Regions from separate parts of the Gossypium hirsutum genome. Here region 2 is linked to region 1. A link is a contact called in public Hi-C data. All regions are on one chromosome and are shown on one strand. The core of a region is the stretch at or near the end of the contact, and the rest is flanking DNA. Distances in the headings are between cores, read along the strand shown.

Evidence for each region. A called contact is a pair of places that touch in the nucleus more often than the background predicts.
Region 2: a contact with region 1 is called in a Hi-C map of leaf, with 3 times the contacts expected there. The contact joins the enhancer-like site here to the promoter of LOC107948533 in region 1. A contact is called at or near these places in 13 of 34 Hi-C or Micro-C datasets (callus, leaf, petal and 1 more).

Annotation. Positions count from the first base shown.
Region 1 is chrA04:61,649,975-61,657,014 of Gossypium_hirsutum_v2.1, forward strand. LOC107948533 (protein ROOT PRIMORDIUM DEFECTIVE 1) reads left to right here and starts at 2,702. Exons shown (of 4, transcript XR_005925652.1): 1 at 2,702-2,869; 2 at 3,195-5,215; 3 at 5,478-5,620; 4 at 6,490-7,040.
Region 2 is chrA04:62,253,988-62,260,140 of Gossypium_hirsutum_v2.1, forward strand. It overlaps the pseudogene LOC107948127. Among protein-coding and RNA genes, the nearest start is that of LOC121228758, 38 kb to the right of the region's middle. Within about 2 kb of position 2,849, at least 3 of the 9 cell types and tissues checked have an H3K27ac peak or open chromatin away from gene starts, as enhancers often do. A contact at or near this core is called in leaf, where this site is marked.

The sequences.
Region 1 (7,040 bases), core at 1,452-3,951:
TTTGGTGTGATTGGGTCACCTTAATAAAATATTTTATTCTATTTAAATCAATTTTGGCCTACAAAATTCGAGAAAATGAGTTCGGGAATCGGTTACGTATGAGGAAGGATTAGCACCCTCACTACGTCCAAAATTGGTACCAAATTGATTAAACACTGTCCTTATGTCCAAATTTTAAAGCTATTTTTGAAATATAGTTCCCTTTGAAGCATTTGAATGGCTCAATTTGGTCGTCAAAATTCTCTTGTTTCAGAGGAATACAGCATCACATCCAGCACGATAGAACACAATCCTTTATACCCTCGAAAACATGATAAATTTTGACTCCCAAAAGTTTATATGTTGAAAATTACAGAAAGATGCCCAATTGTTTAGTCCAATGAAAAATCGAAACCTAGCATAGTAAGGCACGATTCCTCGAATTTTTTAACATTGCCTTATTTTAGAATTTAGAAAACATGAGTGAAATTCTAAATGAATATTCGATTATTTTGAACAAACGGGAAATTGCAACCCAACACGATAGGGCACGATTCCCCGAATTTCCAAACATCGAACCCTACCTTCGCTTTAAGGAATTTTCAAAGTACGGATGAAATTTCAAGGAATATTTGATTATTTGGACAAACAGAAAATCGAAACCCAGCACGGTTGGGCACGATTCCTTGAGTTCCCAAATATCAACCATTGTTTTTTGCTTTAAAGCTTACAAAAGGCGGACGAAATTTAAAAGGGAAATATGATTATCTAGACAAATAAAAGATCAAAACCCAACACATTAGGACACGATCCCTCGAATTTCTAAACATCAAACATCGCCTTCGTTTTAAGGCTTAGAAAACGCGCATGAAATTTTAAAGGGAAATTTGACAATTTAGACAAACGAAAGACCGAAAACCAACACATTGAGGTACAATCTCTCGAATTTCTAAACATCAAACATTACTTTCGTTTTATAAAGTCGACTCAAAATACATTAATTTGACTTGAAATAAAGTAAAATCGTTAATTGGATTAATAAGTTGAAAACTACAATGCGACAATTGTGAATGAAAGGCGAATAAACATGGAAAAATATACATGGATAGCGAACTCTATTAATGAATGAGAAAAAAAAAACAGATTAACGTACGCACAATAGTAATGAGCTCACATCCAAACAATAATAATCAAGATAATAAAAACTAAAAAACATAGCTAATCAGAATAGAACTATAACAAGTTGTCAAACATAGATAAATAAAATTAAGATAGCAACACAAAAGACTAATGTACGCTACAAAACAATAATATATGAAATAATATGAAAACAAAAAACATATAACATACAAAACAATATGGAACTAGGAACCAATATGATATAAAACAATTTAAAAACTATATGAGAAATTAAAAATGAATAACACATGCTTGAACTTGAAATAATATACATATATAAAGTAAAAACTAATAATACATGAATGATTATTAAAATAGATGTTATGAAAGAGGGAGTTTGGATCAAATAATGTACAAAATATTTTAAAAATAAAATACGTCTATTTAAAGTTGATAATATATATACAAAAAAAACTTAATAAAAATAAAATATAAAAGGGATAATAATATATGAAAGAGTTTTAAATAACAAAAATATAGAGTAAAAATTTTTTAAGAAGTAAACTATATACATAATAGATTTGAAAGGAAATATATATATATATAAATTGATTTAAAAGAAAATATATATATATAAGACAACATGAAAACAATATATATATATAATAAAAAACAATTTTAATATAAACTATATATAATAATATAAAAAAAATAATAAAAACAACTAAATGAATGAAAGATAGGTAAAACGGAATAATAAAAAGTATGTATATAAAAATATAAAAAGAGAATACATAAAAAGGAACAATCCAATTTGAAATACTAAGAAACAAAATAAAAAGAAATGATGAGAACGTAAGTAGATAAAAAAATCATTAATAAAAATTGATTAAAGATTGGAACTGTACAAATGAATAACTTGAACAACTTGAAATAATATAAAATTTGAAGGATAAATAGATATACATATAATATCGAATTTAAAAGTAAAGATAATCAACAATAGTTAAAATAATATTAAATTTAAATAGTTTAAAGTAGAAGAATAATAAATTGATAAATCAAATATAAATAACATTGAATCTAAATATTTTAAAAGTAAACGAAGAATGAGCAAATAAATAAATAAATATCACTATTATTAAATTTAAGTATGTAAAATAATGAATAAATAGCGAAGTTAAATAAATTAGGATTTAATCGAAATCAAAACAAAATTAAAAGAAAAAAACGGAATAAAATAAAATATCAGGCCCAAATTATGAAACATGAATGAGATGGGGGGCCAAATGGGGCAATATCCCCGTCCCCCAAAACGCATAACTTCAATAGGGACTGAATCTGAATACTGCAAAAATTACAGGGCAAAAATCAAAAGAAAAGAAAAAAGGAACAAGGCCGAATTGCGACAGACCACAAAAGCGGAGGGACCGAATCATAAATATCCCATTAAAGCGGAAACACGCGGGTCTTGGCATGGAGTGGGTCGGGTCGCGAGTCTGGCGCCTAAACGGCGCCGTTTAGCCTCCAGAACCAAGGCACAAAAACGGTGCCGTTTTATGTACAGTATAAATCTGAAATTTTTTTACAAAATTGCATTTGGCCCTTGATTTTTTCTTCTCAATAGCAGAATACTCCTTTTTGCTCTTCTAGGGTTTTGACTCAAACAAAACACGCCGTCGTCGGACCACCACTATATCCGGTGGTCGGTAACGCGCGAAAGGCTCCCATTTCAGACGAAGAACCCGATCGACCAAGGCTAAACATTGAGGTAAGTACCCTTTTTCTTTTTATTTTTCTTGTACCGTAAATAAAGATAATGGGAAAAGAAGAAACAAATCTAAATCGAAGAAAAGCTAGATTTAAAAAAAAAATCACCTTTTGCAAATTTGCTTCCTCTTTATTTCTATATTTTTTGTGTTTCATACAAATTGTTTTTTTTTCTTTTAAAAAATCCTCCCTCTTACAATACAATCGGTTTTCCCCTCTTATAACCAAATAATCTCTATTATTTTATTTTTGCTCCTCTTTCGTTGTCCTTCTGCGTTGTTGCCTCTGTTGTCTTTTTGTTTTACTTGTTGCTTTGGTTTTGCAAGTGTCAGAAGAGTTGGTGGTACGGGCGATGAGACAGGGGCCGACATACACGTGGAGGGCAGAGTGGCGCAAAAGGGGGAAGACCCTAGGGTTTCTGGAAATTTGTTTAAGTTATGGGTTAGGGTCTAGGTTAGTTTTTGGGACATAAAGTATTTGGGCCTTGTAAATGGACTTGTAATTGGACCGTTTAATTTTTATTTGGTTTATTTTTATTTAGTGGGCCCGGGTAAAAATGGGCTTTTACACTATTGTTTGTGTATTAATTTTTATTATAATTTTTTAAAATAAAAAATATTTGTTTATTATTAATAAACATTTTAAAATTATTGACGAATATGTTTGTAAATCGAGAATAGATTGAAGAGAGGAGACAGCAAGGCTAGTGTCAATTATTGCAACAGTGAGAAAAAAAAATGAGAGAAAGATTTGGTGTTCTGAGAAAGAAGCTTGATTAAGGAATGAAGAGGAATAGAAATAGAGAAATAAAAAGAGGTTGGTTGGATGGAGCAAGTGTACAAGGTAAGTTTGATTGTTCATTCGGTGGAAGGGCAGGGATGGAGCAATTTATGGACCCAGGTTTTCACTCCAAAAAGCGCCATTTCCCTGCAGTGAGAGATCCCAGTTCCTGACGTCGGACACTAGCACTATATTTGTATCGCTACATACTCTCCAACCAATCTTTACATCTCAATCTCAATTAAGTATGAAAATCATCTCTTTGTTTGTTTCTCACGAATTACTTGATTTTTTGCTAGTATTGGCAATGAGTGCCAGTCTCTGAAATCAATTTCCTTTGATTTCAGCTTTCGCTATTCTTGCCTGTTATGTGTTTGTCATAAGTTCTCAACTAGAAGACTATAAAAAGCTACTTCAAAATGCCGATTCCTACCCTCAAAACCATATTAAAACACCAAAATCAGTGTCGGGTCATTGGTAGTCGATTCAAAACATCTTCTGTCCAGTATGTAGCATCAAGATTTAGGGACCCTACGTTTGAGAAACTGATGGACAAATACAAAAACCTTCTCAAAGTCATTGCAATACAAGATCTTATCCTTGCAAATCCCACCAATAACCCTCCTTCCGTCTCCCTTGATTTCCTTTCTAGGCTTTCTCAAAAGCTACATTTAAACCGTGGTGCTGCTTCTTTTCTCCGTAAATACCCTCATATTTTCCACATTTTCTATGATCCCAATAAGTTCCAGACTTTCTGTAGATTGACTGATGCTGCTATGCGTGTTTCCCGACAAGAGGCAGAAGCTATCAATGCTTCTTTGGATGTTGTTGTTGACCGTTTAGTTAGGCTTTTGTCAATGTCGACAACTAAATCGTTGCCACTCCGCGCTGTTTTCAAAGTTTGGAGGGAACTTGGGTTGCCTGATGATTTTGAGGACTCAATCATATCTGGAAATTCTCACATATTCAAGCTTGTTGATGCTCATGAACCTAATACTCATATTTTGATGCTGACTGATGAAATGCGTGATAAGAGGTTTGTAGCTTGTGTTGAGAATTGGCGAGTTATGGAGTGCTGTAGGGAAAACAGCGCCGTTGATAGAACCGAAATTCGGTATAGTTTTAAACATAGCTATCCACCAGGGATGAGGTTGGTCAGGGATTTCAAGGCAAAGGTTAAGGAATGGCAAAGGTTGCCATATGTGGGGCCTTATGAGGAGATGGGAGAAAAGAAGAGGTCTAAGGCAGGAATAATGGGATTAGAAAAACGGGCAGTGGCGATAGTACATGAGTTCTTGAGCTTGACAGTGGAGCGGATGGTGGAGGTGGAGAAGATTAGCCATTTTAGGAAATCATTGGCCATTGATTTGAACATAAGGGATTTGTTCCTGGACCACCCGGGGATGTTTTATTTGTCAACCAAGGGAAAAAGACACACTGTTTTTCTTAGAGAAGGATATGAAAGGGGGTGTTTGATTGACCCAAATCCAGTCTATAATGCAAGGAGAAAACTTCTAGATCTAGTTGTGCTGGGACGCCATGCCATGTTAATCAACAATGAATCAAGGTCAGTGGAAAATTGTCAGACTCAGAAACCTTGTTTACAAGATGAGGGTAGGGATGAAAGTATTTAGTTCTTCATTTTTAAATCCCTGTTTTCTTATTCTTCCTCATGCACTTCGGCTCTAACATGTTTGTGAACTTTGGGCTTTGTCTAGTAACTTTGAGCGTGTCCTATATTTTTTTGACTTTAATCACCTAATATCATCTCTGTTCTTTTTCAATGCAATGCCTAGAACAACTTATAACCCTCCCTAATTATTAAATAGGGAAAAAGACACACTGTTTTTCTTAGAGAAGGATATGAAAGGGGGTGTTTGATTGACCCAAATCCAGTCTATAATGCAAGGAGAAAACTTCTAGATCTAGTTGTGCTGGGACGCCATGCCATGTTAATCAACAATGAATCAAGGTCAGTGGAAAATTGTCAGACTCAGAAACCTGGTTTACTAGATGAGGGTAGGGATGAAAGTATTTAGTTCTTCATTTTTAAATCCCTGTTTTCTTATTCTTCCTCATGCACTTCGGCTCTAACATGTTTGTGAACTTTGGGCTTTGTCTAGTAACTTTGAGCGTGTCCTATATTTTTTTGACTTTAATCACCTAATATCATCTCTGTTCTTTTTCTATGCAATGCCTAGAACAACTTATAACCCTCCCTAATTATTAAATAGGAGGACAATGTGTTTTGATGCACTCGACCCCACATTCTCTTATACTGCTAATAATATTGATACCAATCGAATTAAGATTCAATTAGCTTTAGGCTATTATTTTTAAATGCATACTTATAGAGTTTTAATTAGTTTATATGAATTTCAAAAAGCATAAAAATTAGTTGACATAAGTAAAAAAAAAATTATTTTATCACAAATCTTTTAGTTATAAAAGAATACATGAATATATATAGAGTTTTTTAAGTTGATTAATTAAAATGGATCTAATTGTCAAGTTTAAATATAAAAGTACAAAATATCCAAATAAATGTGATTGCCATGTTATGGGTCAAACATTATATCATCCCTATTTATAAAAAAGTGTATTTTATTATAACATTTTAAAACAAAAAGTAGATATAAAAACTAAAATAGTTTGCAAGATTAGAACTTCTACTTTTTTGGAGCAATTAAATAGAAATTCAAAGCAAGAAGATAGAAAATTTTTACTTTTTTGTTCTCTCAATTCTTCTATCATCAATGATATTTTTCTTGATTTTCCCTATGGTGCTTTAAATATAATTGTAATTGGTTTTTTATATTTTCTGGATATTTCATGCCAAAGATGGAGTTGAAAAATAGAGGAGAATGTTTGCGAGGTTATGGCAGTTTTTTTGGTCAAGGAAGGAACTAGGATTCATTCAAAGTTTTACAGACTGTTGGATACATAGGTATTCTCTGAGAATTCGCAGCAATCAAAGAGTCCGGGGGAGAAATAAAATTAAGCATGTGAGGTTGAAAGCTAGTCCGAAATCCAGCATTTTTTCTGTATTAGCTCGCTTCCTGCATAATGTTCCTTCCCTGTGTGAAAGCGTCTTGAAAATGAGTAGTCCAGTGGCTGCTGTCCTTTGGGTATTAAAGTGATGTCAAGAAATTTAAACAAGACCACAATATCTCAATAATAATGCTGATAGAAGAAACTCCATTTGGCATCAAATCCCCGGTGCTGGGTAGTGTTGCTCTGAATCACCAATTGCTGGTTCATCATAGATGCAAATGCTCCTGCTCCTCTATATCCTCAACTTGACTCCTAATTTTCACCGCACGCTACTTTCTGCTCCACCTTAACTCTTCCTTTACTATTCGTTTTATGTAGTACATCACCAATCTGGCATA
Region 2 (6,153 bases), core at 1,599-4,098, 600 kb after region 1:
TTGTCCAACATCACTCTTTCACCATGATGCAATGACAATGCCATTGCATTTGCATCAGAAGGCTCCACTCCAATAACCTTCACCTGAATATTAAGACACCAGCAAGTAATGTGGATGAATTATGTCATGCAACAACGTACAAGCTCAGTCATATAATTTCAAACAAAAATAAATAGAGAGAGAGAGAGAGAAAACAAAACCGCAAATTGCCTAAAACATTTCGTTTCTAAATCATTTCATGAAAAACACACTAATTGAAGCAATCTACAAGATAACAAATTTTCACTTCTAAAAGGGGGGGGGGAATAACCCTAAAAGTGAATTTCCAACAGTAGAACATAAGTTTCAATCAAGGATGTAACAGGTGTGCTGGATGCAGGCCTCTTGTAAGATCATAAATGAAAAGAAAAAAACACGTTAGAGCTGAAAATAGATAAGAAAACCTTGGAGTTTCATCTAGTGTATTAAGAGATTCTCAATGTACCATGATCATGAGTTCAACATATCAAGAATTTAAGTCCACTCTAGTTTTTTCTACAAATGCATATAATCATATTGGTAGTCCTATAGTTATCTGAGTTTGAACAAGACAAAGTTCTGAATATAATTAATTAATCAAAGGCGCTATGTATCAAATTAAAATTAGGCAATGCAAAAAGTATAAAGTAGCGTTAGAAAAGCTTGCTCACCTATTAATTTCTAAAGACTGGAAAATGAGGCATGCTTCTAAGTCTTAAACTATTCTAATTCATCTATGTCTGTAAGGTGAAATTGTCATCAATACGTAACAGTCAATTGAAAACTTTCCTAAGTCAGCTTCCATGAAGATCTTAAGCATCTGACCAGGGACGCCTATTATGATATGTCAACATAATTGCCAAGGTCAGATCAAGTTATCTAGCAATTAGCAACAAAATAAATTCCCACCTTTAACAAAAACCAAATGAAATTTCAAGTCTTGAAATATATATGATGATTCAAGGCTCGAGAGTAATAAAAAAGGAAGGAAACTGAATATATGAAGTGGCAAGCGCTTATCATCTACAAAGAATGAAAGAACTCCAAGCTCCCACGCAACATTATGCAATAGTAATGTTTAAAATAAGAAACCAAATACCTCTGGGGAAACCCTCTTTACATAAGCAGCAATGCCAGCTATGAGCCCACCACCACCAACAGGAACAAAGATTGCATGCAATGGGCCTTGCATTTGGCGCACAATCTCCATTCCAACAGTACCTTGTCCCATGATAACGTCTGGATGATCAAAAGGGGGTATAAAGGTACGACTTCCCTCTTTAGCCCGCTTTTTAGCATATGCTTGTGCCTCATCATAAGAATCTCCAACGAGAACAACAGTTGCAGCCAACCTCTCAACAGATTGCCACTGCAAAAAAAGAAACCCACCATTCAAATTAAAAAATCCTACAGACGGCACAATTGATACGAGAAATTTCACAAAGAAATACCTTAATTTCAGGAGTTGTGACAGGCATAGCGATAACAGCATTGCAACCAAGCTTCTTGGCAGCCAATGCAACCCCTTGGGCATGATTGCCTGCTGATGAGCAAATAACCCCTTTTTCTAACTGCTCCTTCGTAAGCTTAGCCATCATATTATAAGCTCCACGAAGCTTAAAAGAGAATACCTGAAAATATCGAACATCAAACAAGTAAGCACTTTATCATAATATGGAAAATAAGGAACTGCAAAAAAACAAGTCAGGTACTCAGATCTCTATTTCAAATACGATGAACTAGAAAGTAAAGTGTTTCCATTTTGGCAAGTTATTAACATACTCCACTCCACGATAGAACTAAAATTCAACTAACAAAATGTGAATGCTTACTCATAACACTAAGTATCTGAGGGCACATAAATTAAAAAACAGAAAGCGCTAATCCAAGATGAAATAAAGACTCCGCTAAGGTTTAAATAAGTAAAAGCAAAATCATAGAATATAAGATGTCCCAATCTCCCGACACCACCACCATTAATCATAGAAACAAATATCATTATAAATGAAAAACCAAAAGCCATAAAGACAAGGAAGTCTATCACATTTCAATAAATGTAATGCAGAACAAAAAACTACAACTTCAAAAAGAGTGCAAAATTTAAAAGAAAAAGGAACGTTGGAATCATTAAATAATGCACAAAAAGGTTCCATTTTTTAAAAACGGAAAGTTTTCTTACCGGCTGCAAATCTTCTCTCTTGAGCCAAACTTGATTACCCAATCGTTCAGACAACTTAGTCGCCAATTGTAACGGCGACTCTATCGCCACATCATAAACTTTGGACGACAATATATTCGTTAAGCATTCCATCGCATTCTTCACGTCGCCGTTTCCTTCGTCCACTGAACGTTCTGGAATCGCACCTAAGTACCCTGAGGGATATTGCAGGGAATTGGCAGACACCCTCGGCCGCTCGGAAGGCGCCACCACGAAACCTTGCGACGGAGACGAAGCGACAGTGTCTTCGCTAGAAGTAAGGGTCGGGGAAGAGACCTCAGTCGTCGGTTTTGACACAGAGACTCTGATCCGATGGGCGATACATTTCTTTGTAAAGTGTGGCCCAATGAATGATGTACGTAGCACGGTCTCTGTGCGGTGGAGTAGCGTCGGTTGAGGTGGCGCGAGGCGGAGACCCTCCATCAGTTCCTTTTTCTTCTTCCTTTTTCTTTTATGTAATAAAACCGTGATGTGCTTGTGAGGCGTTGAGGCGGCTTTGCCCTTTGGAGGGATTTTGTACCTTTTATAGGCCGAAAGAAGAAAATTGGAGTGGGGTACTCTCTTCCGTTTTGGCGCAATTTTAGAGTTGAAGAAACGGAGCCTGTAAATTAACGCCACGTAGTCTCGGTGACGAAAGGCTGTCACTTTATGGGACGAGGTTTCGCTTCACTGCGGGTGACCTCTAAATGAAACATCAAACCAGAGACGGGCTACGTGGAAACAAATATGGAGTTAGCTTCATCTTATTTTAGGTAAGCTTTAAACTTTTTTTTATTAGGTCAGCTTTGAAGTAATTTGCTGTTGGAATTTGTTTTTATTTTAACAAAAAAATTAAAATTAACCAACACAATTCTATTAATTTTATTTTAGATCATGTGATCCGTTTGAATATATATAATAAGTTTGCATATTTGTGTGACTCATAGAGGTATGCATGGGTCAAGTTATCCGGCCAAGTTCGAAGGGCCGCTCGAAAAATAGGAGGGTTCGGATAAAAATATAAGCCCGAAATATGGTTTGAGCAAAAAAATGAGACCCGTTTAGAAATAGGACCGGGCTTTGGGTAAAACTTTTTTTGCCCGGCCCGACCTGGCCCGAATTATATACTAAATATATATATTATTTTTAATATTATTTACATTTTATTTTCAATTTTAATATAACCACTTTTTATTATATTTTCAATTTATGTATTGTTTTTAAAATTATTTTAGTCTCACTTTTTATTTGTTTATTATTTTAATATTTGTTTTTATATTTTTAAATGTATTTGATTTATTATATTTTAATTTTTTTATATAATGAAATAAGGTAAAAAAATTAATATGGGTCGGGCCGGACCGGGCCAGGCTCAGACTTAACAATTTTATTTCAAGTCGGGCTTGGACAAATTTTTAGGCTCATATTTCGAGTCAGGCCAAGCCCAGACCTAAAAAATGGGCCTAAAATTTTGTCTGGGCCCGGCCTATGCACACCTTTAGTGACGCATAAATTAACTGTATTTATTAATATAATTATTTTTAAAAAGAAATAAAATTTTAATCTTAAAAAAATTAATAATACAGATGATTAGTATATAAAATATATGTTTTATTACGAAGATTGAAAATATTAAATTCAAATAATTATAATAAATAAAGATGTCAATTGTTAAAATAAATAAAAAAAATTTGGAATGTTTTATTATAAAATTTTATACTAATAAATAAATTAATTTATGAAAAAATAATTGATAGTAACAAAAAGATTTTTATTATAAAAATAATAAAAATAAGATTAATTTTAAAAAAAGACTTATAAATGGTAATATATGAATAATAATTAAGTTATATTTAAAGTAAATTATCTAATATAATTTAAAAAAAAAACAATGAGTAAAAGCGTAATTTATCCAAAGTGAAACTAAATTATAATTTAAGCTATTTAATTTAAAAATAAATTATAAAAATATTAAATATATAAATATTCTTACAATAAAATTTATTCTTTTAATTTTTTAATTTTTATTTTTTCCATTTGAATTGGTATTTAATAATTCATGACACGAACTTAGTTAAATATTCTAAGTTAGTAAAAATGGTATAAATAATTAAAAATTCAATTTATTCATATTTTTAAGTTGGTGCCTACCATTTTATGAACCATTTTAAGTTGGTGATCATATTTTGAACAATAAATAAATTAATAAAGTTAATCTTGTTGGAAAAATCCGGTTTGAGAACGGTTTTTTTGCACAGTAGAAATTTAAAATTTTGAAAATCGATTTGGTTTGTGATATTTATAGCAATACCTTAGACCGAAATCGTACATATGTTTCTAGATAAGCGAATCCTTGATGTTTTTTGGCTTTCAACCAAACGATTTTCTCCGCTATTCTCATTGATCTGTTGTAATTTAATATGGCAAATTAGGCTTTCCTCATATACTTTTTTCAAGTACAATAGTGTCATTTACGTAGTTTTTGTTAGTTTTTAGGTTTTTTTATTTAATAAGTGAAATTATCTCTTTTTTACTTATTTTGAGACTCAATTGTGTCATTTGGTGCCCTAAACTTCATTTGAGTGTTGTAGGTTTAGGGTCGAAGGTCCAAAATCACGCAAAAACTTCACCAAGCAAGGGTATCACGATGTCAGGGCTTTGGAATAGCGATACCTTCACCAATCCTGGGACCAAGACATTTGTAACACCCCTTACCTAGTCCAGTCATCGAACCTGAGTAATGAGGTGCTACGAACAAATAAAAAACACTTACAAGAAAATTATAATTTAAAATATTAATTAATTATCGAGCATCAACCATTTATCGAGCTTACAAAAGGTTAAAACTAGTAGGCAATTAATAGGGATTAAATTGAAACAAATTTAAAAAGGAAGGAAAAATCTGCATATAGGGGCCACACAGCCGTGTTGCGATGCACGAAAACTTAGCCCATGTGTGAAAAACCATATGGCCGTGTCACTAAAATTGTGTACAAGAGTCAAACCCGTGTAAGATAGGCCACATGGTCATGTGCATGGGTCACACAGCCTTGTGGATGGGTCACACGGCCTTGTGGATAGGTCACACGGCCGTGTGTCCAAACCGTGTAACTTTTTGTGGTTGTGTGCAACAAAAAACAACCAAAACTCACAAGCCACACGGCCGTGTACTAGGTCGTGTGTACATGGAAATGCCTTACATAGCAAGCTTAAAATTCCTACTTCACTTATGATATAAGCAACCAATTATATCATACTTCAACCAATTCAAAAAAAAAAACACCACCAAATTCATGCTAAAAACATCATTTAAATCAATTAACCTAGTGCCTAATAAATATGCCCTATATGGCACCTTCATCAACAATTCAAAACTAGCCTAACATCTAAGCACACAACCATTCAACCAATTTGCATTTGATTTATATAAGCTTTATAACCTAAATACTAGTACTGCCACATCTTTTCAAGCAAACCATAAGTATAAGCTTGAAACTTACCAATTCCTTGCCAAGGCATAATCTAATCATACTATCTATCAAACCAAACCCAAGCATCAACCAAGACACAATCACTAGCATGTTACTTTCTCATCTATGAAAACATTATGCATAAAACCTATAACAGCCCGATTTTGGGCCTAGTCAGAACAGTGGTTTCGAAACCACTCACCCGAGGTAGGAGAAAATATTTTTGATATTATTTTATGTGTTATAACATGATTATATGAGTGCATGAAAATTTTGATGAATTTATTTTAGCAATTGCATGCTTAATTGCGAAAAAGGACTAAATTGCATAAAGTAAAAAAGTCCCATTTTGATAGCTAAGGGTGTTAATTTTCCATGAATCATAATGTGGAGGTCTTTAAAGGACAATTAGTCCAATTTTAGAAGAATGGCCGGCCATAGGGGCCAAGTTGGTCAAAAAGTCAAAAG